Regions from separate parts of the Mus musculus genome. Here region 1 is linked to region 2. The links are chromatin contacts, called in public Hi-C maps. All regions are on one chromosome and are shown on one strand. The core of a region is the stretch at or near the end of the contact, and the rest is flanking DNA. Distances in the headings are between cores, read along the strand shown. Region 1 has its middle 4.0 kb from the start of Gm30444. Region 2 has its middle 38 kb from the start of Gm30310.

Evidence for each region. A called contact is a pair of places that touch in the nucleus more often than the background predicts.
Region 1: a Hi-C map of cerebral cortex shows a contact between it and region 2, with 3 times the contacts expected there. The contact joins two enhancer-like sites. A contact is called at or near these places in 7 of 39 promoter capture datasets (the 3T3-L1 cell line, cranial neural crest, embryonic stem cells and 3 more), 7 of 484 Hi-C or Micro-C datasets (cerebral cortex, embryonic fibroblasts, embryonic stem cells and 2 more) and 2 of 115 datasets of contacts at active chromatin or transcription factors (embryonic stem cells and neural progenitor cells).

Annotation. Positions count from the first base shown.
Region 1 is chr16:8,992,144-8,994,875 of GRCm38.p6, reverse strand. No RefSeq gene overlaps it. Among named protein-coding and RNA genes, the nearest start is that of Gm30444, 4.0 kb to the left of the region's middle. Within about 2 kb of position 1,270, at least 13 of the 459 cell types and tissues checked have an H3K27ac peak or open chromatin away from gene starts, as enhancers often do. A contact at or near this core is called in cerebral cortex, where this site is marked.
Region 2 is chr16:8,917,965-8,920,664 of GRCm38.p6, reverse strand. No RefSeq gene overlaps it. Among named protein-coding and RNA genes, the nearest start is that of Gm30310, 38 kb to the right of the region's middle. Within about 2 kb of position 1,359, at least 8 of the 459 cell types and tissues checked have an H3K27ac peak or open chromatin away from gene starts, as enhancers often do. A contact at or near this core is called in cerebral cortex, where this site is marked.

The DNA of each region.
Region 1 (2,732 bases), core at 21-2,520, 74 kb before region 2:
CCACAGAAAAAAGTAATGAAAGGAGCATTTCTGTAGGACCAGAAGTGACCAACTGCTCAAGTGTTAAAGTAGCCCCTTGGAGCACTAAGCTTTCTCCCTCCTCTTGCTGAAATGGGCTTCTCTGAAAAACTGAAAGTCACATAAATAGCTCTCTGGTATGTGCCAGAAGCCACCTTCAGCTCTGATGTCACATTCTCCTCCATGAGATGACTTGGGAGTTTAGTATTTAACTTCCAGGATCTTCTATCTCATCCCAGTGAGGAGACCTTGACTGGAAATTATCTCTTTTTTTCTAATTTTTTATTTTACTAATTAGCATTGTGTGTGTGTGTGTGTGTCTGTGTGTGTGTCTGTGTGTGTGTGTGTGTGTGTGTGTGTGTGTGTGTGTGTGTGTGTGTGTGATGTTGTGATGTGTGGGGATGGGGAGTGCACATGTGTCAAGGCACATGTGTGGAAGTGAGAGAACAACCTGGAGAAATTGGTCCCTCTTTCCCCCATGGTGCCAGGGTGGCACTCATGTTGTCTGTCCTGTACAACAAGAACCTTGATACCGAGTCTTCGCACGAGCCATGAAAATGGCCTTTACACACTCCTGGGCCTTTTTCTCTGGCTCCTCAGCACACACCTGACCTATCATTCCCACTGAGAGAAGAGGAGCTCAAAGATGACGATGGTCCTGCCCAATCTAGCAGATGCTGACACAGGTCTACAGGGACAGCCTCACTGAGCATTCTTCTCTAATTTTACATGTTGGCATGATTGTTCTTCCATGCATCTTGCAGTTAGACATTTGTCTCAGTGTTACCAGAAGGCATTTGTGGGTGGGAGTCACATCTATAATTAGTTGGCTTTTGGCCAAGGAAATCACCCTCTACCCACAGAGCAGTCTTGACTGATCAGTGAGAGAGGTCTTAGGAGCAAAGCCCAATCTCAAGCCTGAGCCACAGAGGGACTGGGGTGTGGGTGACTGGAGCAGCCCCCACCTAACAACACATCTATGACTCCATATTCCATCCCTAATATGGAGATAATGGCGGCCTCCCTCAATGGATGAGGGGCAGACGGGTAGAGGTACATTTATCAAATGTTCATCATGGAGATTCGCACAGCACAGTGAGTAGGAAGGAGAAGCTCTGTTAGATGCCCAGATCTGGGGGTGGACAGACCTTACACCCTCCCCCGAAACCTGGATCTGTCTGCCTGAGTCAGAAAGATAGAGGAGCCAGGGGATGAATCTCTGAAAGGAAGGAAATGTTCTACTGGCTCCAAGTGTGGAGAACAGAAAGCAGAAAGCCCACACAGCCGCTGTCTAATGCTGCTGACATACCACAATACCCGATTATTCTTATCCCCATTAGCTGCAAACCTAAGGTAGAAGCAGGCTTAAACTTGAGAATTTTTAAGTCCTAATTATGTGCAAAATCACAATAGGGTAGATCAGCTTGTCTTACCCCTGTCGCTCTCCTCGTGTTCCTGATAGACCAAAAATAAAACGAGCAAAGTCAGACATTTAAAACCCACCTTTGACTCCTGCATTCACTCAGTAGGCATGCAATGAACCCAAAGGTGGCTTTTTCCTGAAGCTAATGAAGCTTGAGCTTCTAAGACCCACACTTCCAAAGTCTGCTGTTTAGTTGGATTAACTTAAAGGATCTCAAAACTGCATAGGTCTCAGGCTTCACAAAAACCAATGTTCTCCCTCAGGATCTTCTGTAAATGCGGGGAGAAGATGCAAAGAAACAAAAGGTGCCCCTGCTGGAAGCAGGTCTCAGTTACACCGAGGAGTAACTACCACTCTGTACCTGGAGTTCTCGGCCTCAGAGTCAGAGTTTTAAAATGTATTAAGAGGTTAAGTGTTCTTTCTGTGAAATAATACTCATTGTAATGAGGCAGGAGGACACCTTTAGAGGCGACTGATGTGTTGATGGTATTGCCAATGGTAGATGGTTTTATGGATGTATGCTCATCAAGCTATGTTTAATACAGTGTCTGCTGCACATTCATCTAGTGGAGTTTTATGTGCGTGGTGTGAGCATTTATATATGTAGTATATGAGTGTATGTATTGTGCTGTGTTCATGTCTGGTGCCCATGGAAGCCAGAAGAGGACGTGGGATCACCTAGAACTGAAGTTAGGGATGATTGCAATGCACTCTGTAGATGCTGGGAACCAAACCCAGGCTCCCTGCAAAAGCAGGAAGCACTCTTAACCGCTGAAGCCATCTCTCCAGTCCCACCTGTGGGGTAGGAGGTGTTGCCTGGGTGGCCTGGTTTCAGGGATCTTTGAGATAAAGTCTCATGTAGCCTAGATTGGTCTCAAACTCAATCTGTAGCTCAGAATGACCTTGAACTTCTGACCCTCCTGCCTTTACCTCCCAAGTGCTGGCATTACAGACATGTATTAAACCTACATTAATATGGTGGAGCAGGGGTGATTTAAAAAAAAAATGCTGACTTCAAGAAACTGTCCTCAGGAGCTGAAAAATGGATCAGTGTTGTGGATTGATTAGTTCTAATGCTCCTTATGTTAATTCAACTCTCAAAATTACCCAGGAACCTGCACATCTTCGTGTGAAATTCTGAGGGTCCCTGCCCCCAGTTGGCTTTGATTGGTAAATAAAGTTTCCAGCAGCTAATGGCTGGGAAGGGAGACAGAGGCAAGACTTTAGGATTCACAGGCAAGGGACTGAGGAAGAAGGGGAATCCTCATTGCTGGGAGAGAAAGGAGGTGCA
Region 2 (2,700 bases), core at 110-2,609:
ATAGGCAGGTCATCTACAGATAGGTCATCTATAGGCAGGTCATCTACAGACAGGTCATCTACGGATAGGTCATCTATAGACAGGTCATCTACAGACAGGCCATCTATAGGCAGGTCATCTACAGTTAGGTCATCTACAGGTAGGTCATCATCTATATCAGCTTCCCTCATCCTGGACTCGGGGAGCTTTGCAGAAGAATGGAAAGAAACAAGAATGTAAGAACCAGAGGATGCGGAAAGGTGCGATGAAGTGCTCTCCTCTGCACATGATGACGAGGCTGTCCCACACATGAACTCACAATAGCTGGAGTTGCCTGCACAAGATCAAGCAAGTCAAAATTCCATCCTGGGTGGTGAGGTGGCACCACTGAGCTCCCCAGCCCCCAGTCAGTGGAGCTCTTGGCAGTTGATGGCTGCTGAAGGAGTGAGGGCCATCTTTCCTGGGAATGTGGCCACTAGTAAGGCTGCACACAGCTCAGTGCATGACCCCACAGATATGCACCTACAGTTAGCACAAATTAAACTCAGCGGCTTGTTAGCAATAATAATTTTAAAGAAGCACATGAAGTTGGAAGGGAGACAGGTTGGGGGGTTCCCAGGAGGGAGCCTGAGGGAGGAAGTGGTAAGTAGATACAATCAAAATACACTGCATACAAGTATAAAATTTTCAAAGAACAATAAACAAAAATATTACTAAAAGCAAATGTAAATTAATACGTTAAAACATGTATCATTCCAAAGCTTTGCAAACCTGCATTTAACTGCACACCCATTTTATGTCCGTTTTAGAAAGAAAACCCGAGGAACAGAACAAGGAAGATAAGCAGCATTTCTAAAGCACAACTTCTTCTGTAGCTGGTGCTTGTTTCATCCTCCCCATGTTGCTTCCTACTCATGGCGGCGATGCAAAGCACCCTGTCCAAACAGAGCTGCTCAATTCTAAAACTGAGTTATCTTTAGAGTAAATTATTTTTATTAAAATATTTCAAAGGAGACCATGGAAAGCCTAGCATGATTGAACACACAGTGTAATACCAGCACTCCAGAGGTGGAGGCAGGAGAATCAGGAGTTCAAAGTCAACCTTGACTCCATAGTGAATCCGAAGCTGGCCTAGGCTACAGGAGACTGTGACTTGGATAGGTGAATGACAGACAGACAGACAGACAGACAGACAGACAGACAGGTCTGTACGACACACACATATGAGCACAGGTTTGAGCAAGGCTGGGAAGCTTGAATCTTTTTTAGAGTTGGCTGGAAGGCAGGGTCAGTGGGTGGTTGTGGAAGCTGTGGAGGAGTCAGGGCTGCAGAGGTGCTAAGCTGCATCTCCCAATTTCAGAAGGCTTGTAGCTCCCAGGAGCCTGAAGCCAGCTTGTCAAGGTTCCTCCACTTGGCTAATAAGCCGGGAACACATGAGCGCTATTGTGTAGATCAAGACAGAATATTTTAAAGGAGGCAGTTTAATGAGCAGCAGCTTGAATGAAGACCGATTTTTAGTGTCTTTGGGGTTTGGGTTTTGTTTTCCAGCAACAGTCATAGAAATCACTGCCGATGATGCCTTAATTCTGTCCCCTAGCGTGTCTCTGATATGGCAAAGGATGAATTTTAAATTGCCCGATCAGAATTATCAACATTAGTCACTGCAAATAGCCTCTTAATTTCCACAGAGCTGCCAAACAGAGCAAAAATAGACTTGGCGAGGAGGGCTGCCAAGGGCAGGTGTGTTCGTGGTGGAAGGCACAGGTGACCTCACTGCTGGGGGAGGGGGTGCATTCCAGGTGCCATGCTGGGCTCTCAGCCACAGCCTTGGATTTTCTGTGGTGGCAAGGGCTTCTGTTCCCATAGAGCTGTGAGTCTGGGAGTGAGACCAAGACTCCTCCCCCAGGCTCTGGTCACCTTATAGGACATGGTCACCCAAGCATATGTCATGAACCCCAAATGGGAGTCTCCATTCTCCCCATGTAGCTATGCAGAGTCCTTACAAATCTGATGACAGCTCTCCAAAGAGCTCCTTATACTTGAACTGAGTATGGAACTCTTAGCCGCTGGTCCTGCATACCTCACTCAGGTGTTTGTTCCTTCGTTTGTTTTTCTGAGACAGTGTAAGGTCCATGATTCACCAAAGAATGACACCCCAGACTCAGATAGTATGTAAACACAAAGCGTGTTTTATTCTGCAAAAGGCCAGCATGTTCCGGTCTCCCATTACCAAGACAGAGAGACCCCAAAGTGAGCTTACAGGCCCAGTTTAAAGCACATTAGGGCGTTCCAGGGTGGGTGAACTCAGTCTTATTCTGTCTCTATCAAGTGCAGGAGTGAGAGGGGGAGCCTAGAACAGGACTTCAGTCTGCAGTTGACTGTGGACAATCAACTGAGATAACCTGTGGCCCAGCCTGTCTCATCCCTCTCAGCGGGACTTCCTGTAGCCCAGGCTGTCTGTCCTCAGTTCACCATTTGGTGGGGAATGATCGTGAACTCCTGGTCCTCCAGTCTCCACCTCTCCAATGCTGGAACTCCAGGCATGGGCCACCACACCCATCCAGAAACAGGGTCTTGACTTGCAGCCCAAGCTAACCAGGAATTCATGGTAATCCTCCTGCCTCAACATCACCTGGCTACTTAAGCTGTTCTCACCAGAGAGGGGTGTTTTTAAAACTGTAAATCACCTCCTTCACTTTTACTTTTCCTGAAGGCCAGCTT